Regions from separate parts of the Zea mays genome. Here all the other regions are linked to region 1. The links are chromatin contacts, called in public Hi-C maps. All regions are on one chromosome and are shown on one strand. Each heading gives the region's core, a stretch centred on a gene start, on an enhancer-like site or on the middle of the called end of the contact. The rest is flanking DNA. Distances are from core to core; before and after follow the strand shown.

What was found. A called contact is a pair of places that touch in the nucleus more often than the background predicts.
Region 2: a contact with region 1 is called in a Hi-C map of leaf, with 6 times the contacts expected there. The contact joins the enhancer-like site here to the promoter of LOC100193910 in region 1. A contact is called at or near these places in 5 of 25 Hi-C or Micro-C datasets (bundle sheath, ear, leaf and 1 more).
Region 3: a Hi-C map of ear shows a contact between it and region 1, with 2.1 times the contacts expected there. The contact joins the promoter of LOC103632738 here to the promoter of LOC100193910 in region 1. A contact is called at or near these places in 4 of 25 Hi-C or Micro-C datasets (ear and leaf).

The regions. Positions count from the first base shown.
Region 1 is chr7:116,651,973-116,656,852 of Zm-B73-REFERENCE-NAM-5.0, forward strand. It overlaps LOC100193910 (60S ribosomal protein L34), which reads right to left and starts at 2,237. Exons shown (of 4, transcript NM_001138982.1): 1 at 2,084-2,237; 2 at 1,886-1,965; 3 at 688-797; 4 at 198-597. The coding sequence starts at 2,162. The coding sequence ends at 504.
Region 2 is chr7:116,851,079-116,855,958 of Zm-B73-REFERENCE-NAM-5.0, forward strand. No RefSeq gene overlaps it. Among protein-coding and RNA genes, the nearest start is that of LOC103632738, 70 kb to the left of the region's middle. Within about 2 kb of position 2,618, at least 18 of the 20 cell types and tissues checked have an H3K27ac peak or open chromatin away from gene starts, as enhancers often do. A contact at or near this core is called in bundle sheath, ear, leaf and 1 more, where this site is marked.
Region 3 is chr7:116,781,502-116,786,381 of Zm-B73-REFERENCE-NAM-5.0, forward strand. LOC103632738 reads right to left here and starts at 2,285. Exons shown (of 5, transcript XM_008654480.3): 1 at 1,367-2,285; 2 at 1-1,263. The coding sequence starts at 1,554.

The DNA.
Region 1 (4,880 bases), core at 987-3,486:
TGTATTTGCCCCAAGGAAATTGGACCCGTGGATTTCAAGGCTAGGGAACAGGCCAGAATCCTTCCAGGATCCATGGCTACCAAAGGAGGCCTAATAGAGAAAATCCCACTGACACCTCTAGTAACGATGAAACATATTCCAAACTTAACCCACAGCCAGACAAATTGGAATAAGAACTAAATGCAACAAGTAGGAAATAAACACAAACTGATTCCCAATTCAGACGCAAGACCCAACAAGCAGGAAATAAACACCAACTGATGCCCAACTCATGTGAACTCGGACTTTCAGTTTTAGCAAAGTGAACAAAAGCAATAGGGGGTCATATGTCATCTCATAATCTTAGAGATCTCGTAGACAGATTTCAAGGTGCCCTAGAAACCAGTTGTCCGCTCAAGATACAAGAACAATAGAACAGCTAGAAGAGACTAAGCCATTGATAATAACTGTCGACAAAAATGTCTTCCCTTGCTGCAGAAGAGTGGCTCACTTCTGTTTCAGAGTTACTTTTTTGAGGAAGTCTTGTCTTTGGTCTTCTGTAATTTCAACACCTTCTTGACAATCTTCTGCTCTTCAACCAGGAAAGCACGGATGATCCTGCAAGACAGTGTGAAACATGTGGGGGTTACATAGAGGTTTGCAACTTTAGGGTTATCAAATCAAAATATATGGAAACTATTTGCTAACCTTTCTCTAACTGCAGTTCCAGATAGTACTCCCCCATAGGGACGGTTCACAGTTCTGCGGTTCCTAGACAACCTGGACCTTTTGTACTCAGCTGGCCTCAGATGGGGAATCTGAAAAAATGAAAACCATCTCGGTGTGAGCAACCAAGATGAACTGCCAACACAGACAAGTAATAATAAGGCAAATTGTAGAACATGAACATGCATCCTCCAGAATCAAATCAAGCAATAGCATCAAAGCATGCTACAAAGAAACACATCAAGGGATTCACAATATAGAATTCCAACAAAATATGAATCAGCCACCATTTTCCCAAGAAGAAATTCATGCTAATGCAACAATGTCAATGTTGACTGTTTTCTGCTGTGGTGAACATTTTGGAACTAGAATGGGAATGCCACCATCACCGGAAGTGCATAACTTGATTAACTGAAGTCAAGAAACACTACCAAGATTGCATCCTCAAACGTTTCAGCTGTATGATCTCACATGACAGCCAATAAGATAAATAAAGAAACCAACATCAAATTACCACTGTACAAACTACGAAGTGTGCATATGAAATCCTTACCTAGAAGGCTTGCTGTATAAGAATCAGCACTGTACAAACAAACTAGTATGAATGTATTGTCATAATGAGAAAATAAATAATATTATCAAAGCAGTGCGAAATTGTTGTTGGACATCTGACAATAACAGAATTAGGGCTTGTTTGGCTGTAGCAGCAATCTGCTACTGCTAGTGTCCCACTTTGCAGACACTGCTTTAGCTGCCATGAACACCCCCTAGCTTTCAGTAAATTTCGACCGGTTATAGTGAGCCACCAATCCATTCCGACTGAAAGGCTCCATAGCCTCCATTACACAACAAAATGCACAGCTCGGGAATCAAATTCCATCCCATGAATTTTATGCCTGTGCAAAAAAGGATTGCATGTTGCAGCCCGAATTTCACCCGTTTCCACACTAAGAAGAATTCTAATCATTATAAAATGACATAAATATCGATATGGACAACTAACTTCACTACATTTTACGGAAAGATTACCACCAACTTCAATACCGCCATTTCCCACCACCGTACCTACTCCCAATTTCCCAAAACAAATCGCCCTACCAAGGCCGCAAGACTAACCGAACAATCGTGAGCTACGTGCCACAAGTATAAGGTATGTTATGATGAGAAAGTGGTCACTCACGCCCTGGATCTTCTTCCCGGTCACGGGACACTTGGGCCCGCTGGCTCTCTTCTTGGTGTACTGGTACACGAGCTTGCCACCTGAAAAACAAACCAATCTAGCACATAAAAAACATACTCAAACCAAGATATCAAAGGAACCAACAAAAGTGAAAAGGAAACAGAAGAGAAAATGATAGGAAGTCGAGGAGATCCGGACCAGGGGTCTTGACGACCCGCGTCTGGTTGGACTTCGTGGCATAGCTGTGCCGCTTGCGGTAGGTCAGACGCTGCACCATCTTGCCGCCGTCGCGCGCGCCGCCGGTGGATAAACCCTAGCGAAAGGCTGGAGCGGCAGATAGTCTAAGAGAAAGAGAAGAATGGGAGTGGCGGCGGCAGGGGTATAAATGGATGTGTCGCGAGGAATAACCTGAATCGGACGGCTCGGATCTGTTTGATGACATAATGGGCCGGGCCGAAGTAACCAGGCTCTACGGGGGCCACCTTCTCCAGGCGCACCTCACTGCCGGCCAGCGAGGGCTGAGCTAAATTATCCACGGCGCACCTCTCTGGCGTCGACATTGATAATCGGTTGCTTTCATCTTGTATTGTTTAAGCTCTTGTTTGAATGTTTGCATGCGAGAGACGTAACTATCCTCATGATTGCTTGTCTGCATACGCACATGCAGGCTTGTCCGAGCTTGGCTCACGGGAGACAATCTTCCCATGTTTCTGCGCGTGCAGGCTGAGAGACACAAATTGGTCTATGTTGCACCAGCATATACAGGCCTGCTCGCTCGTATGCAGCCATCCAAACATGTGCTTACTTAAAGTCAACGCACACGCCGTGCATGGCTGTTAGCACGCATCCAACCAAACACTACCTATATGAACAGATACCTGCACTGCGCACATCCATCCAATCAAGCGGTATCTTATTCTAATCCGCACCTAGGATGGCAACGTGTATAGATACGCAAGTAATTATTAATTGGGTATATATATGGTAGATTTTTGTATGCACGTGTATATATTTCGCGGGTATGGATATACGGTATCGATATCAGTTGCCTAATGAATATATGACTACCAGAGCGAGCCCGAGCCCGAGCGGGAACGACTGCTGCCCAGCCGCCAAGCGCCTTTCACGTTATCATTAGCTTACACCCATACCCTAAGTCCCTACAGCAGGTGTCATTAAGGGCTTGTTTGGAAGTAAGGGTAATGGAGGGGATTGGAGGAGTTAGAATCCTCTACTATTCAATTTTAAATAGTGAGGGATTATAGTCCCCTCAATCCCCTTCATTTCACTTGCTCCCAAATAAGCCCTAAGGGTTCAACGAGCCATTTTCCTAGCGAAAACCGTCCCCCGACGGTAATGGTAAATCGGCGGTTTACCGGTAAAACCGACCAGTTTGCCTAAATCAAATTAAAATTTTCCCATGTCGGTTTACCGATGGAACCGCACTGGTAAACCGCTCAAAATCGTCGGTATTTCGCCAAAAATACCTGCTTTTTATGTTTACTACAGAAAAATGAAAAAAAATGACAGGTTCATTTGTATTTTTCTTAATTCACGCTGCACAGTAAATATTAATTGATTCACATACAACATATGTTCACCGAAATGACACATAACACATATATAACCACAAACTCCAATTCTCATGCAACAAACAACAAGCGACCTTCACAATACTCAAATACAAGTTTTTTATGTCCCGTTTGGATCCTTGGACTTGCATTCCATTGTAATAATAGTAATTTAGGCACATACCAATTAAGCTAATTTGATTTTATGCAAAATATATTTATATACTATTATTAGGAAGATGTCGGAGATATTTATGTACTACATTTTTACTATAGAAGAGTGAGTCGAAGAGCGTCCTATAAGTTACAGAGTAGAAACAAATTCTACTGATACATAAAATCATTCCCATCCTCCACCTCATAAATTTAAGATAGACTTATATATGAACCTTGGAAAGTGGTCGAATGTCAATTTTCAAGTTAAGTAGGTTACTTTATTAAGGAAATTTCAATTCCTCCAAAATGAATGGATCCAAACGCCCCGTTACAGTCCTCCAACGACACATAGGTCGACTTGTTTCACAATACTCACGTATTTAGCTCGAGTCATAGTGATAGTACTCAGTCATGTTGGAAGGATCGTGATATAGACCCATTCCATAGACATATTCCTATAAAAAATATGAGATACATTAGCGAGAAAACAAGAACGACAAATAAATACTTATCGACGAAACAAAAATAACACATCGGACTTCTTGTAGTTACATGTGTAGGCACCTAGATAACACCATAGAATAGTTTAACATATGTGTCTTATGGTCTTGGTAGAAACATGTTTAGTTTAACATATGTGTCTTATGGTCTTGGTAGATACATATTTAACAAATTTGAATATGGTGATGGAGCGGGAACTTCTCCATAACCATACATGATTGATGGTGGTACTTCGGCTGGTGGTCCCTGACCCGGTTTCCATTGCCATGCATAATGGTGGAAGATTGAGTCGTCATTGTCTTCATCCTCTTCTTCCTCTTTGAATTGATCGGTGAATTTGTCCTTTTTTCCTTTCCTTTCTGATGGACAAAGTATTGCCATCCGCTTGACAAGGTGGGTGTCACCAACTGTTTCATTGGCCCATTCTTGCACTTCCTCTGTGACGCCTTGTTTGTGTACAAGTGACGTAAACAACGTGCTAGGAAGATGAGTGTCACTGTTAGGTGAGTCTTCATCCAATGTTGGAGGTACATTAGATCTTCCTCTTTCCATCCACATTTAACAATAACTAATTGGCATACACATTTAATTAATTGGGTGTACACATTTAACAATAACTAAACCATAAACTATTGGGCATTCACATTTAACAATAACTAATTCATAAATCATAAGTCATCACTGAAAGGGAAATATGCCCTTGGGCCATTTCTATTATGTTTTGGTGATTAGATGTCCAACACATAGAGTTAAGACTTTATTGAGCT
Region 2 (4,880 bases), core at 1,368-3,867, 200 kb after region 1:
AATAGATTGGTTCGATTAGATTGTGTGTTATCAATCGATCGTACCCCTTCATATATATAGGGAGGAGGCCTAGACCCATTTTAGGTGAAATCCAATAGATTTCTACGAGTTTGTTAGGATAACCACGAATGGGACAAGGACTTTAGCCTGAATTAATCTAATTGCGGACTATGTGGATCACAAGATGACCTGACCGTCCGATCGTTCAGATACAAATTTGGTGTTAACATTTGGTCTTCACTCCAAATCAACATCTGCAAGAACAGTAAAACCTTGTTGCGTGCTATAGGGAGAAAAAGAGGGTTCGTACTTCGTACTCATCTTGGAGTAAAAACCGACAAATTTTGCCATCTGTGAAGGGAAAGAGACCTGCTGAAAGCGACGAGGGAAACGTTGCTTGTTGCATATCCAGACGGGAAAAGAACGGGTAGGAGTAGGATCGGTTTTCACGGATTTGGTGAAAAGAAAAGTTCACGACGCTGGAGAAGAAAAATAAATGGACACCTCGATGAAGAGAAATCCTTGTTCGCTTGGCTTTAGGCTCCCTCTTCATGAATTGCAGCTGTAATGGTCCGAACAGTTGGTTTTAATCCAAAATGAACACTATGTTTTTCTAGAAACACCAAAAGTAAAACCAAAAAGTTCACGGGCGCGGTTGTAAAACAGTTCAGGGTACAAACATCTGACTGCTACGACACCGTGTTTTCCAGAAACACCAACCGTTGAAACGGCGCGTGAAATGGCTCGACTGCTCGCATCAACAACAGTTAATAAGTACAGCCGGAGCATCGCTGAGCCCTTAACCATGTCAGAGCCGTCCCGTTCATGCTGCAGCAAATCCAATCATTCGGAGCTGGCCGGGTTCGCGCCGCCGGTCCCGGAAATATAATTGTCTAGAGCCCCACTTAATTAGGCGCTATTCAGCGGAGCTGAGTACAATGGCAGCGTATGCTTGGCTGCCCCCACGTACCTAACGCCCGGCCCAACGACGAGCAGCTGTAGCCTGCAGTAGCTCAGTGAGTGCGTAGGCAGCACGCAGCAGGCAAGCAAGACGAAAGAGGGAGCCTGGATTTCAGTGGCCCCCGCCCCCATGCTTGTTGGTGGCTCGGATACCGCCGCCGGAAGTGGACGGTGAGCGCGAGGTTTTCGAGCTGAGGGCCATGCATATGCGCGCACGGCCGTCGCCAAAGAGGGGCGCGGACGGCACGTACGTAGCAGGGGGGGGGGGGGGGGGGAGGGTGTAAGATACGATCGAATCGATCTAGCACTCTAGTTCAGCTACTTTCTTGCATTGTGTCGCTTTCCAGCCATGGATGGGGCCGCGCGATGTGCACAGGTGAAAAAAAGGGGTTCCTTCCTCGCTTTGGAGAGCAACGATGCTAAGCAAACTCTGTGCCGCCGGAGGAGCGTGGACGTACCTCGTCACGCAGAGGGCCAGAGGCAGAGCCGAATATTGCAGCAGCCTTGCGGGCGATAAGAAGATCACACGCGACGGAAAGCGGGGGCCGAAAGCAGCGTGGGCGTCGTCGGCCGAGAAGGATGTACGGTCACGGTCAGCGTTCTCGTCGTCGTCGGCTGTCTCTATTTTGCGCGGTGTGGGTGTGGCCGCGTGGGAACGGGAGGCGCCGAGACGGCCGTCGTCGAGATGGATACATGCATGCATTTGGGCTTCTGCGTACATTTTGGTTCGGCTGCTGCTTGTCGCGGTGCGGCCGTCGTCGGCGCGCGCGGGAACGCGCCGCCGACTTTGCTACGCACTAGCACCTCGTCGTCGTCGGCGGCGGTTGGTTACGTTCTCTTGTCATGCTTTTCCGTCCCGGCGCTTGATTGACTCTTCTGCTGCGGACCGCGTCATCGTCATGGGATGGGAACGAAGCAAGGCCAGCTAAGGTCGTTCCTCCAGAAAAAAATAAAATAATGTTCTCTGCTGAGTTGAGATGATGTCAGGGTAGGCATCGGTTACAGATTCGCTGATGCACACTGCAACCGAATAAGAGGTTTGCTGTTACTTTTATGCCTCCTCGAGTAGTTGTGTCTGTGTACCCCACGGACGAATCTAAGTTTAGGTGGAACAAATTATATCGATTGAGGAGGCTGTTAGAAAGTATTTTACATTATTTACTTGGTGATCAGCTAAAAAAATTAGTAGTTTTTTTTTTGAAATTTGGGGAGGATTAGGGATTTAAGAGCATGCTCGATCTCGGAGCGGTTCGTCACTAGCGTCGGCCCGGGGTCGAGCAGTGCCTTTTGGTGATGAATATACAACGATTTGTAATTTAGGTTATTTAGAATGATGATTCAATGTTTCATATTTATATGCTATTAACTTATTATAAAATATAATAATAATGGTTAAAGTGCATCTCACGAGCTGAGTCAGTTTTTTTTTTCCAGCTCGTTGAATGGACGAACTAAACCGAGTTTGGAGCTCGTTTCTAACCCTATCTGTAAGTGTCGGTACTGGGCCGGAAGCTAGCCTCTTTGAAAGATGACGTATTTTTGCTCCGGGGAAAAGGAGAAGATGGCCGATGTGACTGGTGAAGCCCATTGCAGGCTCGCAAAGTCGCAACGCCAGATATGAGAGACCCTAAACCTTCTCTGTCTCCTGGATACTTTTGGGCTTCTGCACAGGCCCATTAACGTGAAAGAAATTGACATTTTATGGATCAGGCTCGTATATGGTACATTAGGCCTCCTTCGTCGTTTGCACTTCGATGTGATAATTTTCCAATGTGAAATGTGCACTGTCACTTGTTCACGTGAATTTCGATTTCGTCTGGAAGCTCAGTTTTTATTTATAAGAACTTGTTGAGCACTATATTTGATAGTGGCAACGAATGGACGGGTCCGGCCATGTGGTTCGAATGGTACGTATCGGGCGGACTGCAAATGTAGCTCGAACGATCCACAAATAGATTAAATAAAGTGAGAGTCCTTGTCTTGCACGTGTTTATCCAACTAAGCACGTAAGCATCGATTGGGATAGGTCTAGAAATAGGTCCAGACCTCTTTCTATATATAAAGGGAACAACCGATTGAAACACAATACATTCGAACCAATCAATCTATTATCATTGCCTTTAACAGTAGTAATTAATCTTTTTCATCCCTAATCTTCACTACTCTTCGACTCTACCGTCTAGAGGCATCTTAGGTGGCATGCTGACCACAAGACAGCTCTGGAATCTTTCTTCCCTGACGGGTCGCCTCCGAGGGTGACAGACTCTACCAGCAGTACAACTGAGCCCACGTACCAGATATTAAATCAAGAATAACAAATATTACACTTTATTTTAGTCAAAAGACTAAAAAGGTATGAGTTGAAAAAGAGCTCGACCTCTTCTTTTAATAGGTCGCTCGGTCGTTCGTCCTACTGCAGCTAGCGAGGTGATACTAAGTGTAAGCGCTGCGCTGTGTAATTTCCTGTCATGTTATATTTGGATGGTTTTTCATGGTTTATCTGTGTAGTAACGACACACTAGTAGACGAGAAGAGATGGAAAAGAACATATCTAATTTCACATGTGTGAGGTAACGATCACTGAAAGACGAGAAGCTAGAATAAGAATAGGTTTGCGCTTTGCGGATGACACACAAAACTAATTTTTATAGGAGTAGAGACATGGCAGACGTGGTGCCCTACATCCGTGCGCACGAACGCGTAAGTGGCAGCGCTATCCCACTACGACTTTGTTTAGTACTCTAATATTCACCCGATACATATGTATTGAAGTGGATTGAGTGTAAATTAACCTAATTTTCACTCCAATCCACCTTAGGCCTTGTTCATTTCACTGTTAATCCATCTGGATTGGGTGATATTGAGTCGTATAGATGTCCAAACAGTGCGGGCCGCCCGTTTGGCCCGTGGCACGACACGAATTTAGCCCGATCCAAACATGGCCCGACACGGTCGGTTACGGGCCCGGGCCGGCACGACCCGTTTAGCGGGCCGGGTATGGGCAGATACGGCGGCCCGCGTGCTTTGGCCCGGCCCGGCCCGATAAATGGGTCGGCCCGACGGTGGCCCGCATATTTATGTAAATATTAAATATGTAAATACATTTAATTCTTTCATAGTATGTAAATACTAAATACGCGGCCAAACATATATAAAATGCATACATAAATATTTTGTTGTCTTAATATATATAAATAATATGCTATTATATATATTAATTCTGTTAAATATATGTATTTATATACCGTTCTACTGTTGGTTCGGGCCAGTGCCCGGTCCGGTCCGTTGAGGCCCACCGGGCCAACGGGCCGGCCCGGCACGATTTTTCCCTGTGCGTGCCGGGTTTGGGCATGTCCTTAGGCACGTGGGCCAGCCCGACCTGGCCCGAAGCATCAACGGGCCGTGCTTGGCCAGGCCCTATTCGTACCGGGCCGAAACGGGTTCGGGCCGGGTCCGTGCCGGGTGGCCTGTTTGGACATCTATATTGAGTCGGTTTAAATCCATAGCAAGTCAAAATACATCCATATCTATTCCAATACATTCCAATCAATATAGAATTGACGGAACGATTGAGGTGAATACTATAGTATCCAAACAAGACCTTGGAACAAGCTCCGTACTACGCTCAGCATGCATCAGCTCAGCGTCCGAAGACTCGGACAAAACAACAGCTATCTGCTGTCCAGTTTATGACTGACGAAACTGGAGAACGAGACATAGCTATCCAGTGAGCAGACAGGTTACATTTGACACACAGAACCTTGTAGGTTGCGAAGTCACATAGACAATGCAATAGTATGAGCCGGGAAGTCTCTGGCGTACCTCGTATTGCCATTCGTTGTGCAGTGCCCGTCCATGTTTTTGCTAATTGTAAAACCACAGGAAAACCCACAAAAAAAGGAGATCACCATTCACCAGTC
Region 3 (4,880 bases), core at 1,035-3,534, 130 kb after region 1:
GCTTCAGCTTCTCGTGTTACCTTCTCCTCGTCCTCTTTGTACTCGACATCCGGCGAAGGGCTGCGAGACCACATGTCCTCAGGGAACTTCGGTGAACCATCGGGAATGGTGTCTGGTGAGTCCTGTCGGACCGAGCCCGGCGACAATGTTGTCGCTGAGTCCTGGTAAGGTGGCTCGCGCTTGGCCGCCGCCGCGGTCTCCAGGGCCTCGATCGCCTTGAGCACCTTGGCTTTGTAACTCTTGAGGTTGCCGGAGTCGCGCGCGGACGCCGGGAAGTCCTTCTCCGAGAGGAACCAGTCGCTGTCGGAGTCGACGGCGAGATCCTTCACCGAGTAGCCGTCGCTGGCGCTGGACTCGGAGTCGGAGTCGCCGAAACCGGAGAACTCCGACGCGAAGCTCGTCCTCCCGCCGACGGCGGCGCCGCCCATGTACGCGACGGACGGAGAGCTCGCTGGCTTCGACTGCAGCGACGGCGTCCGCTTCCCGGAAGACGCCACGCTCTCGCACACGTCGGGGTCGTTCGCCGGCCGGAAGTCCCTCTCCGTGAGGAACCGGCCGGTGCGGGAAGATACGTCGACCACCCGTCGCTCCTCGGGCTGGTGCGCCGCAGGCGGCGATGGCGGCACGAAAGACTCCTGGACGCGCACCGTCATGGCCTCCGGCCCCCTGACGAACCCCCGGAAGTCGCGCTCCGTCAAGAACTGATAGTTGTGCGTGGTCGCGACGATCTTCGGTGGCGCTGCCTCCCTGCTCTGCTCTTCTACCTGCTCATCGACCAAGAACTCTGTTTCCTCTGCTTCTCGTCGGTGTTCTTGCTTGTCTGCAGATTGCAACGGAACCAATGATTCCAAGGGAATTTGTGGTTCCTTCTCTTCCACTCGTTCTTGTCCGTCCTCTTCTCTTGCTGCTGTGAATTCCCTCGAAACCACCGTCGTCTCCGTTGGAATTTCAGGTATCTGGTGGTGAAACTTGAAGCTGAGGCTCGTCGCCATCAACGCCGGCGGCGGCGCAAACGGCTCGGGCGCAACAAGCCCGTGCGCGAAGCCGGCGTCGACGCCGCGGCCGTTGCACTCGTACGCCGTCATGCCCTCCATGAAATCCTCCTCGGTGGCCTTCATGAAGCTGAAACTGCGCATCATCTCCAGAACCCGGTCGTCTCGCCTGCCCGACACCTCCCTCTCCTCGGCAGCCGCGAACCTATCGCGGCGTGCCTTCTCCTCCTCCTCCTCCTCCTCCTCCTTCTCCCTCTCCTTCCCATGGGTCCTGCAACGGAGACAAAAAGAGCCCATCAATCGGTCGTGCCAACGAACACGCCAATCGACGCGATCGATCAGAACCCAGAGCTCAAGAAAGCTTTGAGTTTTACCTGGAGCCGGAGGGCCTGGACCCGGAGGCGATGTGGATGGCGGCGACGAGCACGACGGTGAGGAGCCAGAAGAAGAGGGGCGAGGACGAACACCAGGCCACGATGCGGGCGAGTCCGTACGCCCCGTCCGCCGCGGCGGTGGGGGCGCTCACGCCCGCTCCGGCGTCCATGGCTGGACCGGCGGCCATACGCCCCGCGCGACACGCCCGGCGGCTAACCCACCGTCCGAGCCCAACACGCCATGGACGGAAGGAAGGTACCCGCGGCGTACGTATCGGCGGGCCAACGCGACCGATAGATCCTACTAGTCTCCCGCTCGCTCGCTCGCTTTCCACACCGCACCGCGGGAGAAGAGGGCGAAGAAAACAACGCGTCACCAGCCGTATCAAGCGGGCAGTGGAGACCAGAGGAGGATGAGGAAGATAGGGGCAGCAGCAGGGCCGGGGGATCGAGAGCGACTGGCTCGATGGGGGCTCCGACGGCGAGGGCGGGTGCCGGGGGAGGCTCTGGCTTCAAAAGATAGACCGCGTCGCGCTACAGGGTCGCACCTACACATTGACGTGACGCGCCGGACCGGGCCGAACCACTACGCACACGAAGGCGTGCGCGCACGCCGGACCCGCCGTCCGATCGCGGATCAAAACTGACTCTCCATCAGGAGGATGCCAGAGCGGAGAGTCCCTTGCCGCTTGCCGGCGTCTGGCGGGCGCCGGGCGCAATCGGAGTTTCTTCCGGTGCTGCCGGAGGGACGGCGGGCCGCCGAGCAGGGCCGGGCGGGGGAGATTTGGGCGGGTGGGGCGTTTGCTTCGCGTCCGACCAGGTGTCGCGCGGGGGGTAGGTTAATGTGGTGGAGGCTGACTCGGCCAAATAACAACCTCTGAACCGAACACCGTCCTAACCCCGAACGACCCGTCGCTGCCTCGCCTTCCCCTTTTCAAAACCCCCGCGTTTTTTATGCTTTCCTTGTATGGCACTTTAGGTGGCTTTGCACGGCACAAGAAATAGACTCGGCGACGGTATCTAAGCTTGCCGTGAAATCTCTCTATAGATATTTAAATATTATAATTTTTTTCTTAAAAAATTGTAAATATGCTTTATTATTTACACTACCAATATTTTAAATTTTATGTTCTGATCCATTAGTAAGACATAAAAATAGAACTTTTTATTATTTTTGTTAGCTTGATTATAACAGCTATTACACTGAAAAGCTTAACAGCGCAATAATTTTTACTATAAACATCTCTGCCATATAACCAACGGAGAAGAGAACGACGCAAATGCATATAGTAGCCATCAACGTCTATTTATATATATTCCGTGGTCATTGAACAATTGGTCTTGATGAAATCCATGCGTCATTACCAAGATAGGGGATAGTGTACGTTATACGAAAGGAACTGAATTTTCAAGATCTTAAAACCTCTTATGACAATAGGGTATATTATCATGTTTGGTTTCACACTTTCACTCCAACTAAACATTAGCTAGCTAAAAATTAGTTAATACTATTAGCTAGCTGAAGTTTTTACCTAGCAGTAGGTGAAACAAAACAAAATACCCTTTTGATTTGGCGTCACCAAGTGAAATTTATTTTATCTAACTCATTAGCTAATCTACTTGGCTAAACTTTAGCATATAATGATTGTTTAGATAGAACCAGGAGTCCAGGACATAAGTCAGGATATTCCAGCATCGCGCCATTGGTTGCCTTTCAGTGACCACGAGGAACATTTTTTTTTATTATGAATTCCTTTCCTTACAGCTGAGAGATTCTTGTCGCACAATGATGATTTGGCCCAATCAAATGCGTGTGGGATATGTGATTCGCTTCTTTTTATGATGCATCCGTGCGGATTTGGAAATTGATGCTATTAATTCGTTCATGAGTCATGACTCCTTCAGGTCGCAAAAGTCAGCGATTCTTAGCCTGGTCATCAATACTCCAAATGCACATGTCCTTCTTCCCTATTCTTGGTGTTACACTTCCAAGTTTCTAAGGAATTTCGGTACAAAAAATAACATCTTTGTTTAACCTACAACAAATCGTTTCAAACGATTCCAAGCTATGTTTATGTCCGCGATGGCGCAGGTCTTCGTCTTCTTTGCAGGAATCCAGATCCTGCCCCTTGAGGGAGGATCCTGCCCCTTGAGGGAGAGATCTTAGGATGCTCCGGGTCGGTAGGTCACCTGGGTGTCCACAGACTACGTAGAGTCGTCTAAGAATTAAGAGATTAATTCAAGAAAAAGATCTTGAGTAAAGTAGACAAAGTAGATCTTGCCCTCAGGAGGGGAAGCAAGATCTTATGGTCGTCTTGGGGTCGGCAGGCCACCCAAGACGTATCTAGACGACGTAGTGCGAACACAAGGTTGACTTGTTTCTTGTGGTTCAGGTTGATAATGAGTGATTGTCAATGGGTAGCACTCTGGGGTAGTCAGTGGACTGACCAGAGTGTGAGATTATGCTTGTGCAACCATGTCAGTCGAGTTGTGGTGTGCAGGTGTGAAGCACAGAAACGATGGTCGATGGCTGAGGTGAAGGTCATGCGAGCTCGTGCTGATGGACCGGTAGCGGTGAAGGGCGAGTGATGGGTCTTGACTGACGGATCAGAGCAGCCAAGTGACCAACCGCGGTGGCTGACAACTAGGACACACACTTGCGCGAGGACATGATGGAGTGGATCGTGTTGGCGGCATAGCCGAAGACTGGCGGGACACGCGTCTGATCATGGAGGACGTGCACGAGGTGCGGTGCTCACGACAGGTTTGGTGGTTTGGGCCTCAAAACCACCCAGCGCTACGGATGGCGGGTCTTGCTGAGTTTGGGCCTCAAAACTCGGCGGTGGCGGTTTCAGAGGGAACCAGTGGCGGCATGCTGCATGATCGCGGAGGGTGCGTCAAGGCGAAGCAACTCCGGTGAAGGACGTGGCCGTCGGATCGAAAACCTAGGAGTTGGTCCATTTCGCCCCCGGTGGAGTGGATAGGCTCTATGCAAATAGGGGTAGTTTAGTAAGTGAGAATAACCCTCTATAAATAGAGGGGAGGGCTTGTTAGTTCAGCATCTCTTAGCTGCCATTTGTTTTGAGCACTCATTCTAGAGCTCCTAGTTTTCTCTCTAGGTAGACACTAGTTGAGCCGAGGGTTCTGCATCGATTTTGTACTTCGACTGTGTTCTTGATTTTCAAGTTTAATCAGAGGAAGGGTCGCCGGTCCGGCCCACAGGACTCTTTAGCTTCAAATCTCAGTTTGTACCCTTGCTGGAATTTCTGAAGTTTTATAGTCTTAGTTTCTCCTTTTCCCCGATCTTGTGTTGTTGGTGAAAAACCTTTCATTCCTTTGAGAGGATTTTTGGTTTGGGGATTGATTAGTGGTGAGTTGCACTCTTCGTACCACTACATACACCTAGTTGTTGCATATTTTGGTCACGATTTGAGAAAAACTCAGTTTGAACTCGTTCTAGAAAACCCCAACAAAACCCCAATTTCTGGCTGTAGTTTTAAATCTATGGGTGATT